Regions from separate parts of the Mus musculus genome. Here region 2 is linked to region 1. The links are chromatin contacts, called in public HiCAR-type maps. All regions are on one chromosome and are shown on one strand. The core of a region is the stretch at or near the end of the contact, and the rest is flanking DNA. Distances in the headings are between cores, read along the strand shown. Region 1 holds the start of Ptprz1 (protein tyrosine phosphatase, receptor type Z, polypeptide 1). Region 2 overlaps Ptprz1 (protein tyrosine phosphatase, receptor type Z, polypeptide 1).

What was found. HiCAR-type assays count read pairs that join an accessible place to other places.
Region 2: a contact with region 1 is called in a HiCAR-type map of astrocytes, with 5 times the contacts expected there. The contact joins the enhancer-like site here to the promoter of Ptprz1 in region 1. A contact is called at or near these places in 1 of 39 promoter capture datasets (macrophages), 2 of 484 Hi-C or Micro-C datasets (cerebral cortex and forebrain), 6 of 115 datasets of contacts at active chromatin or transcription factors (astrocytes, embryonic stem cells, neural progenitor cells and 2 more) and 2 of 9 other capture datasets (adipose tissue and pancreatic islet).

The regions. Positions count from the first base shown.
Region 1 is chr6:22,872,807-22,878,504 of GRCm38.p6, reverse strand. Ptprz1 (protein tyrosine phosphatase, receptor type Z, polypeptide 1) reads right to left here and starts at 3,003. Exons shown (of 30, transcript NM_001081306.1): 1 at 2,621-3,003. The coding sequence starts at 2,678.
Region 2 is chr6:22,906,094-22,911,791 of GRCm38.p6, reverse strand. The region is part of intron 1 of Ptprz1 (protein tyrosine phosphatase, receptor type Z, polypeptide 1); the gene reads right to left. Among named protein-coding and RNA genes, the nearest start is that of Ptprz1, 33 kb to the right of the region's middle. Within about 2 kb of position 2,376, at least 24 of the 459 cell types and tissues checked have an H3K27ac peak or open chromatin away from gene starts, as enhancers often do. A contact at or near this core is called in astrocytes, forebrain, neural progenitor cells and 2 more, where this site is marked.

The DNA of each region.
Region 1 (5,698 bases), core at 1,754-4,253:
ATGAAAAGAAGTGATTGTTAACAGTCCTTCAAACCCCTTGGTTTTCTCCATAACACACAGTCTTACCTTCTTATGGGAAAGTCAATGGTTTGTCTGCCTGGTTTAAACCATTGGGACACCTAGGACACAAAACGTGGTACTACCCTGATCACAGAGGGGTTCTTCACTGTAAGCAATGAGTACCTTGGTGAATTGAACATTCCTGGATAATGGTACGTCTGGTGGTCTAATTATGTCAGAATTGCTACCTACACCACATCTCAGTCTGTCCTCAGACCTTTTGTTGAGCACATTTTATGGGTGGCATGGTACCTAGATGGCTCCAAAGGCACTGAAGATGAGAAATAAATACATCCATAAACACTGATGTATAGATGGTGGCGGCATTAAAGAGGAGGCTGAATTTTTCATTCATAGATAATATGCCTCAGTTTTCTACAATATGCTACACCAAGGGCAATATATCCATGTGATTTGCCTGTGTTCCCAGGACAACTTATTTATAGCAATGTAAAAGCCTGGTTTAAAATGGTGAAGGATAACATAGGCATCTCGTAGTAGTAGTAGTAGTAGTAGTAGTAGTAGTAGTAGTAGTAGTAATAGTAGTAGGGCAGGGAGAGAGAGAGAGAGAAAGAGAAAGAGAGAGAACCCATATTTCATTTCTAATAGGCAGTCTTAGATTTAATGCTATTGTATAAGCTTGTAACAGTCTTAAACAGTGCATTCAGTTCTTTCCCCTTGCATTATATATCTTCAAAGGCATGTGTCCAATCAGCTAAAATGTATGCAACCCTAAGCAGGCTACAAATAATGCCTTACTATGGGAAAATAAAACAACAACAACAACAAAAAAATCAACTTTGGGAATGTGTGATTTGCATATAATGGGATCTGGCTAGTCATAAAAAGTGATGAGGTTGGATACATGCTAAGACATGAGTTCACCTTGAAAACATTCTGCTAAGAGAATGAAGCCAGACCCAAAAAAAAAAAAAAATTGCTGCATGTTTCATGATTCTGTTCAGACAAAATGTCCAGAGCAGGCCGATCAATAGACACAGAGGTTGAGCAGGAAACCTTAGTTAGTGATCAAGGAGGGCTGATGCCATGCTCTGGGATCAGATGTCAGTGATAGCAGACAACTCTGTGAATATAGTAAACACCACTGAACATTGTGCTTCAAACAGATACATTGTGTGGCAACTAATGTTTCTCCTCAATTAAAACCAGTCCTAATGTAGTCTTGGGCTTGTGTTTTGCTGAAGTGCAGAGTAATACTGTAATTTGCTTCCCTAATGCTGTAAGATCTCCTTAAACAATAATTTAAGTATCAAGAGGACCTGGCTTTGTTGCTAAAATGTCTGTGGCTGGAATGTGGAAATGTCAATTCAACAGGTATGGATTGGAAGAACATTTCTAAAGAACCAGAGTCCTTGGGATTCAACAACCAACTTCAAGCCTGCCCTGTCAGGGAAGGTCAGGGGATCTGTCAGCTGAGTGGCTGCCTACAAGGCATTGGCCAAGACGGCTCTGAATACTTTCACCAAGCCTTGGGGATTGAGGTTAGGTGAATACTCAGAGTGGATTACAGGCAGTCATCACCATAGTGACCTACACAAGTCTCATCAGTCAGAACTAGAAATGACTTCTGTTCGCGAAGGTGCTAAGAGGAGCACTCTCCATCGGATTGGAAGTGCATGTTTAATATATCCTTTATTATAAACGAAATTTAAAAGTGGGGCTATAGGACTGATGGGAGCTAAACAGTTATACTCACAAATCGAGGTACACATTCTAATTTTTAGGTCAATGTCTTCCAACAGGCATTTGAAAGGGGCTTTTAGTAGTTAAAATAAGGAAACAAAACAACAAACAAAACAAAAGACAGGTTTTACTTTTTGTTTTCTTTTTAGAAACCTAAGTCTGCACCCTCATTCCCAGTAAATATTCACACCGTTGACTGCAGAGAGTAATATCCACTTAACACTTGTAAGGTTCGGACGCCTGCGAAGGTGCTGTGTCCCTGTTCGCCCATCACCTGCAGCTCTTCTCTCTGGAAGCTGGGGGCAGAATGCTCATAGAGATTTGACTGGAACTTTTTTGTAAGTGACTGCCTGGACTTGAACGTGACTAAATTGAAAGTACTAGAAAAGTCAGGTCGATGCTTGTTCAGCTCAGTGCCTTTCAGGTGCGTGTGCGTAATTCAAGACAGACACGTGTGCCTTCCGTTCAAGTCCACAGTACTACAGTGGCAACATAGAAAGGAACGTTTAGGTCGCAGCCCCTCGCCACTGCTGTAGTGTATTTCTAGTCACCGACTCATTCTCTTATGTAGGTCTACAAGGCTATTTCCACTTTTTGCAATATGGAGAGCACGCATGCGAGGGGACCCTGACAGGCGGCGACCTCCTGTGTCTAGGTGTCCTGACCAAAGGAGTCTCAGTAGAGGGACCCAGCAGGTGGTAGTTGAGGGGATGAGGGCGCAGCCGGTGCAAGTGACATCGAAAGGTTCGGGATAACTCTTCTTGGGGTGCTACCCAATGTTCTGAAATCCCCCACCCAAGCTGCGTCCCAGAGACTGAGCCCCGCGCGGGTGCCCCGCCGAGGTCCTATCACTTACCCAGGCGACACAGGCACAGGAGCTGAACGCACGCGAGGAAGCTCTGCAGGATTCGCATCTCCAGCCCGGTCCGCGGCCCCTCGCCAGCCGCAGGGGTACAGCTTAGGGTACAGAGGGTGGGGACACCGAGGCAGGGGACGCCGGTGACTGGCCAGGGTCTAGGTGAACGAGTGATAGAGAGAGAGAGAGAGAGAGAGAGAGAGAGAGAGAGAGAGAGAGAGAGAGGAAGAGAAGAGAGAAGAAGAGAATACAAGGCTAGGCGGCGCGTGGGTGCGGGGACCGAGCCTGGACCAAGCGCCTGGCTTCAGGCGGGACGCTGTCCCCTGCCTGAGCGGGCTGCAGCGGCCAGGATCTGAGCGCTCGCAGCGCAGCGGCGCGGAATTGCGGGGACGCGCTCCGGGCTGGGCACGCGCAGTGCGCGGGGGCGGGGGAGCAGGAGCGCAGGCGGGGGCCGGGGTCGCGCAGCAGCAGAAAGAGGGGCGTGGCGGGGCCCAGCCTGTCCCAGCCCCGCGCCCCTCCCCCGCCCAGGGCTGGAGGTGGAACCCGCTGGGGCTTAGAATCTTCGCGGTGAAAAAGGTCTCTTCATTAAGGCTCCTTCACCCACTAGGAAGACACAAGAGGAGGCTGGGTCCCCATTGTCCCGCACAGCTTGGGGCCGACCTTTTGACTTCACCCCTGGGAAAGTCTTTTTTCTTTGTTTATTGTCGTCTCTGCAGTTACCAAGATGGTCCTATCCGGAAGGGTTGAAGGGGGCCTGGGTAAACTGAGCTCTCCCCGCCCCCCTTTCCATTTTCTTAGTGAGTAAAGTAGTTCCAGCTCCCATTACCATTAGGGTAGTTAAGTCCAATCATTTGCAGCACTACTGTGACCATTTGGTCCTGGCTGACCCTTCATTAGACCCCAATCATTCTGTCCTGCTCTGCGCGGCTGTGGGGAACTGTCAACACTGCCCTGGTCCTGCTGGATGGAACTCCCCAAGTGTCTCTTTGCACAGGGTCCTCCTGTAGAAAGATTTTTTTTTTTAATTGCTAGATTGAAGGGTACACAAAAGAAATATAATACACACCCTGTGCTTCCTCGGAGCTGAGCATGTCGTTCTTTCCTTAGGAGCCTGTTTCTATGGAGGTGTTTGTTTGCTGTGTAGGAGCGTGAGTGCTATAACCTGAACTCCTGACTTGGGGGGCGGGGTAGGGAGTTGAATAGGTATTCCTGAAATGTTTGTTGAATTATGTTGAGGTCCACATGAAACAAGTTAACTGGTGGTGATGTCAGTCAATAGCCTAAATACATCGACCTAAATATTTGTGAGATTTTCATATACACGATGGGGTTTAGTTATTTTACATTTTACACTGATAAGAGACTCTATTCAGAGCCTTTTGGGAGTCACATTCAAAGGCAGAGAAAACCAAGTTCCGGAACTATCCCTGGTACCGTTTGATGTAGGGATCTGTACAGCATGTACTCTTGTGTTCTGTTATTGTCTCAAAGCCAGTGCTGTAGCTTTATAAAATACAAAGGATGCTTAATGCATACAAATTGGAATTCCAAGTCTGTTTCAGCTGTGACTACCCGTTCTCACAGAATTCCCACCGCCTCTGAACACTGGGGTCAATGGACAGAGCTAATGATGCAGCTTGCTATCGATTCGTGGATGGTGAATGCATGTCGTCAGGAAAGGACGGGTCTTGAAGCTAGAGTGTTTGTTTAGGAACACATATCGGTATAAGAAGTTGACCCTTACCCTATTCTTCTCACTCCTTGAAATAGAAATGCCTCGAGGATTATAATAGAGATTGAGAGTTTCCATAAGGCAAGAAAATTTCTGGTCATTTTTGCTAACATACCAACAGGTGTGTATATCCACTGGAAGTGTATCCAGAGTTCAGGGGGAAAAATGAAAAACAGTGTTTATTGAATGTGAGCTGGAGTGGGCAGGGACGTTTTCCTAGAGATTTGCAGAAAGGACATTTGGAGAATCTGATTATCAAACAGGCTGGAAACCAAACTGAAAGCCACCGAAGTCACATGTTATATTGAAAGCACTGTCATTTCCGTCAGACTAAGAATGTTCATACTGTGGCAAGCATTGATTTCCTTGTGGAGAAGCTCATACCGGAAATGCTAAGCCTTCTCACTTTGAACTCCTAGGGAAACACAGAAGGAACTTCAACTGCTTAGTAGAAGATGCTGGCTACTGCAAGACGGCTCAGTGGATAAAGGCACCAGCCTCACTGAGAAGTGTCTTTCATAGGTTGTCCTGTCTCTTCTATTTAAATGCTGTGGCATGCACCACCCCCAAATGAATAGATAGATAGATAGATAGATAGATAGATAGATGTAAAATTAAAATAGAAGCTAAGTTTACACAGGGAAAACATATGTAATCAAGTGCATCTCAGTTATCAAGGGTTCTCCATCATCCTGGGAGAATAATAGTCCAGCAATAAGAATGATTATGTTAGCTCTTCATTAGTTGGTATTAGATTTGATTCACCAAACAAAGCCCCAGGAGGAACTAAAGTCTCTCTGGAAGAGCCAACAGGTGAATCTATGATCCCCATAATTTCATTCTGTGGTTAGGAATATTGCCAATATTCTTGAAGGCACAAAAGCCACCATGAGGAGAGATCATTCTGTTCTGGGGGTTTTAGGGGAAACTGAGTGTTAACTAATTCTTTAGAGTGGCAGCAATGAGAGGTTGAGGTGGAGAAAAACTGATGTGGCTCTGATAGTTCCGTGGAGAGATTAGTGAGAGAAAGCTTGAAGTCCTTGAAAAGTAGGCCATCGAAGCAGCTAAGCTGGAGAATAGAAGACCTCAAAGGAGCATCAGGAACCTACTGTCTCATTTTCACAAGTTCTGAGAAGTATCATCTGATCAATGTATGTTAGCTGTTGTGAGTTAATTGTGAGGCCATACAATTACATAGCATCAGGTCTGACCTCGTGGCACATAGGCAAAGATAGACTAATCTCTGAGTGTTGGAGGTCAGCCTGATGTACGTAATGAGTTCCAGGACAGCTAGGGCCACATAAAGGTATTCTGTCTCAGAAACATACTACATGCCTCATTTGGAG
Region 2 (5,698 bases), core at 1,127-3,626, 34 kb before region 1:
TTTTGGTCAGTGACCTATCTTGACTAACAAGAGAACTGGATCTTATTGGCTCCGTGTTGCAACAGCTGTTCACACATTTTGCCTGAAACATGAATGTTTACTGCAGTGGCAGATGCTCAAAAATGCTCCTAAGGTGGCCTAGATAGCACAGATCAGTGTGCTTCTAGGAATGAGATGTGTAAAGCACGCCTGTTCAGTGTATAATTAATAGCCTTGTAGAATAGATCTCACCAGTTACATTTTACACACAATCACAAATGGCTGGCTAGGGATTCGATATTATCTTTTTTGAACTAGACAACTCAGTTAGAATGAATGTGTTTTTTCCCCCAGTTTACCATTTCATTTGTGAGGATATGAAGAGATAGAACAAGCTAAAACAGTATTTGGGACCTGGAATGCAACCAGGTCTCTGCTGGCACCTAGTCCTGAAGTTATTAGGCCACTGGGACACCTCAAGGTAATTAACATACTCCTGCAGGGTGATAAAGAGCAACTCACAACAGACCAAAGGTAGCAGGGTTTTTTCACCCCTAGGGAGCTATCCCTGTGTTCGAATTAAGGAAAAGAAAGGGTGTTTTCCTGAAATAATTTAGGCCTTAAATTTTATATATGATATACCACAAAGACACAAGATACTGAAACAGAAAGATGATTCCTTTCAGGAATTTAAAAATATATATATATGAGCATTTATTGAAGGGGTTGTTGCCCATGCCAAAGCACATGAACAGATGTCAGAAGATAACGTTCAGGACTTGGTTGTCTTCTTCTACAGGTGGGTTCTGGAGTTCAAACGCAGGGTGTCAGGTCTAGTGACAAGCACCTTTACCCCTTGAACCATTTCTCTGGCACTCATAGTTAGGCACTTTTTAGTAACAAAAAGCAACTTTCCTGCAGCTTGTAGTTTTGGCATTAATCTCACTAAAGCAAATTGTTTTGATGGGAAACATTTGATTGATGATCTGCCATATCAGATGAAATACACACAGATTTGACTTTCAAAATGACAGCTCACCGTATTTTGTACTCAAAGAGATCATAAACTAGCAGCATGCACCAGGATCTTACTATGCCACCCAGGATGCTCTCGAACATGGTTATTACTGCCCTGACATCCATACAGTTGAGAGGCTTGACCACAGTGTTAAAAATTTAAGTCACCTTTACATACTCAGAACCAGTTGACAGAGGCGACTGACTCGATTTTAAATGATCCTTGCATCTTCAACGGAATGAAAAGCCTGGGCACCTGTATTTAAGTAAATGTTCCTTATTAAGTTTGGATTCTTGAAGCCTCTCTGGTCTCAGAATAAGGAATAGGAGTTGTTTGGCATTAGGAGACTCTTTCTGGGTACGTAAGCACCTTGAACACCCCTTGGTGATACAGCAATGGGGTTAGCTAGTGATCTGGGATGATGGTCCATGTTAGGAGACCTTGGGCAGCGCTATCACATGAAACGGGTTTCTCATCACTTATGATAGCTGACGTCCAGAAAGAAGGCACTGTGGCATACCCTATGCTGGGCTTTATTCATCAGGGAGAAAGGTATCCCCTTTTATTCATGGATCTGCAACAAGACTTAGTGTCATTTCATCCAATTTTCATAGAATGGCCAGTCCACTCGGCAGGGCTATGTAAAATAAGAAGAAATCTCCAGGGGGTGTTTTTATATGTGGAACCAGCAGAGTCCTGGCACGTTAGGAAGCAAACGACAGTTACCAGTTGGTTTCAGAGCTACAGAGAGGCAGGAAGTGTTCCACAGACTCTTCTTAAGGTCACCAAGGGAGTTGTTTTAGTGACTCCAATTATTCCACCAATTTTTAAAGAAAAAATTAAACATTTTTGTTTTTTAAAGTAACACCGAGTGCCAAAGGTATTTCAGAGGAAGGGGGAGGGGGAGGAGGGGAGGAGCAGAGACTGAGTCAGCAAATGATTTATGATTTTAATGAACTTGACTCTTTGAATTCAAGGCATGTCTTGAGGATTTTTCACAAAAACAATCAATCCTTTTCAGGGCTTGACGCCAGAGTAACTTCCTGCACTCAGTCAGTGCATCGCCATGGACACACACGGATGCCTTTCACTCTCTGCCTCTCCGCAGGGTTGGATTTTGTGATGAGAAGAAAACAGCCATAGTGTTGCTGAAGCACTCTTGGGCCCTTAGACAACATCGACCTTTGTATTATGAATGATTATCAGAAAGTTAGAGAATGATAAAAAAAAAAAAAGATTTCCATGTACCAGACAAAAGAAGACCACTACAGACTCCAGAAAATACCAAGCAACCATAAACAAATGGTGTGATTTAAGGCAGGGGTAAAGATGTAAGGCTCTGAGTTGGAGTAGCCCAGGGGGAAGCTCCAGGTCTGTGTTTCTCTTAAATGGACAGCACATACAAAGCAAAGACGGTAAGGATGTAACTAGCTAAAACATCCATCAGTCAGACAGCTGGATAATTTGGCTGGATAATTCCAATCCTTGATTCCAGTTTTTCCCAGCAAGTAAACCAGATTAGTTTTGTCTGAACATTATGAATTATTTCCAAAATGCTTTAATTTGTGTAAACAAACCTAGAATCCTTTGGTTGAATGTTTGAAATTTCAATTAATGGTACACGATTGTACTGACACTAATAAACAAAGAGAACACTTCCCCCTTAGTTGCTGAGGTGAGGTAACTATGGCAATATCCAGAGAAATCCCTACCACGATCTCTTTGGTTTTACAGACCATCTGTAGACTAATTGGAATACTCATTAAGTCAGTGCAGGTTAAGTCCAGAAACATCTCACCAAGTCTGTACTAGCTAAACAAACAAATGTATTCCAAGAACTATTCATTTAAAAATTTCAAAATATCTACCTCATCTACTTAATAATCTTACACATGAAAAGTTTCATGGGTCCAGTTTGTAAAGTTCTTAAACCATTTCAGATCTCAGCCTAGTTAGAAAATTCTAATTCTATAGTGCCTTCGGGTAGTAGGTAATAGCTAAGAAAGTTTTGGTAAAGAGATAACCCAGAGTACCATAGAATGCTGAATACAATGCCTTGCTGCTCTCAAGCTTCTGTGTGCCCCGAAAGCGCTGACTCAGCCATCCTTTGCCTGTATATCTTGACTTTCTTCCTTCTCTGCCTCCTCCAACACCCCTCAACCATCTGAGTCTCATGGCACCTTAATGATGGCATCTCTTTGACTGGTGAACAGTCTCGGAATTTTAACTGACCAAGAATTGTCTAACACATTATTATTATTATTATTATTATTATTATTATTATTATTATTATTATTATTATTAACTTAGTGTGTTTAGTTCTAAATGCCTTGAGAGTTTGGAAAGTGCATATTATGTTCCCTACACCTCACTAGGCATTCCATACACCTAACTATGTGCTTCTTTTAATTCAATAAATAATCAATGGATTCTCAGAGGAATAATTTCTGCCAATTACAAATCTTCCCTTTTTGTTGCTAGAGAGAGCAGTGGTCTAAATCACCCCCCTTTGTGACTAGGAGCTGAGCTTGCATTCTGTTTTTATCACAGAGCAAACAGTGGCCATTGCTCAGCCATCGCTCAGCATGCGCAAGCTTCCTTCTGCACCTTTCAACTAATTTCCATCCTCACTCACTGACTACTTTCACATGAAGACAGATGTCCACATTTTTCTGTCCTCCTACTCCCTCTAGGATTTCTTGAGTGTCACTATCTCTTCACTGAACTCCTTGAGCCAGATAACACAATCGATCCTAACCACCCTAAAATTTCTCTTCCATTGACTTCCTTTTACCTTAGATACATGCACTTGCGAACAGTTTTCTAGCAGCATCTGTCATCTGCATGTGATATTTCCCTATCTTCTTTCTGTCTGGGGAGCACTTTAACCAGCAGAAGTCAGGGAATTCCATCACCAAAATGGGCAAAGAATATGTGCTTAATGAATAATACACAAATGAATGAAGGGTTACTGAATATAGAATGAATGGCAAATGATACAAAATGCACGTCCAACTTAATAGACATCTCTTGTTTTATGTTCCCAATGCTTGCTGCTGTCAGAGAGCAGCACACACATAGTGATGTGTTGGTGTGGCAAAGTCTTCCTGTAGTAGTCTTCATAGAAGATGGTTGCTGTTAGCCATAAATATATGAAAGTTACGCCAAACTTCCCCTAGAATTTATCAGAATTTCTTGAGCTTAGCCAGTACTTCCTTCTGTTCAATTATTGAAACCTTCAATTAAACCCAGTGCTCAGACCAGTAGAAAATACCTCAGCATACGTTTCCATTTCAAATATAATTTTCATCTCCCTTTTTCAGAAATAGCTTTACTTTTTGATTAACAGGTCATAAAGAGAACTTCAATTAATTTCCCCCTTACGTCCTTCCTGTGCAGATTTGCCATTTAAATAAATGTAATAACTGACCTTATAGTTGTCTAGGTGCCTACAGTACTGAAAATCTTAATGAAATACTGAATGCCTTATTAAAACAAAAACCATTTCACATAGGCACATAAAATAGAAGACTCCTAATTTTCTTTTATGGTGTATATGAGAGGTCCTACATCTTACATACCCAGCTGTGAGTGAGAGATAGAAACAGTTACATGAGGGGGGAATTGAATTTACTTACAAAGAACTCATTAATGGAATTTGTTTCTCAGTAACTTTTTCCTTTCATTTTGACACTTACCCTTGACAGCCCTAGCACAGGTCCTAGAAAGTTTGGTCATTTACAGGCACACCCTCTACTAACCTCTGCCACCCATCTAGGCAATGGGAAGGACAATGAAAGGCAAGAAAGCTGTGTCAGACACAGAGCATGGGGGATGCATCAGAATTAACGATGAAGAGATACTTTAAATGCATTCAATGTAAAAGCACTTGCTATTATTATGAAGCAAAACATAGTGCTTACTTATTTATCATTACAACTAATATGGTTAAAAGTTCGTTTTATTTTAACTGGCTGCTTAGAACATAAAGCAATAGGTCATCAGTGTGTTAAACTATGTAACAGCATGGAACTTCTAATTAGCTCAAAGCTCAGTTCCATGTAGTGCATAACTGTATATATCACACAAAACTAAAATTATTTTAAGTTATATATAGGTTGGTTACTCTGAGTGAATGGTAAAACAGCAAATGAACTCGGTTTTGGTGTACTGGATGGTATTTATCAATTCTCTTTGGAATCATTGCAACAGAAGATGGACAGTTCACAGTAGCCTGCCAGTCTTCATCTGTTGTGTGTGTGATTTGGTACTCGAGGGCTAAAATGTAGGAGTATAGAGGCCTCCATACTATCTTCAGACTTTCAGAATATTCCTATGTGTTCATTCAGTGCCATCACTCATTCGTAACCCATACCATGCATGGATCTGAAAAGGTGTGAGTTGAAGGACAAGGTGAAAGTTTGACTTGAAAACAGAAGAAAAGCAAGGAAATCAGCGAAAAGATAACTCAAACAAAATTACTGAATACATAGAACAGTCAGAAACATCTCAGAACCAGAGCCTCTGTGTGCCTGCCTCGGTACGTTTCCATGACATGACTCTTCAGGTACCCAATGCCCTCTTACTTCCTCTTTAACATCCCAGAGTATTTGTTTTGGAATTTCACTTTCCTAATCTTTATCCAGAGGATCCCATATTATTTCAAAAGAAGGTGGCACACTACTGTTATAGAATATCTTT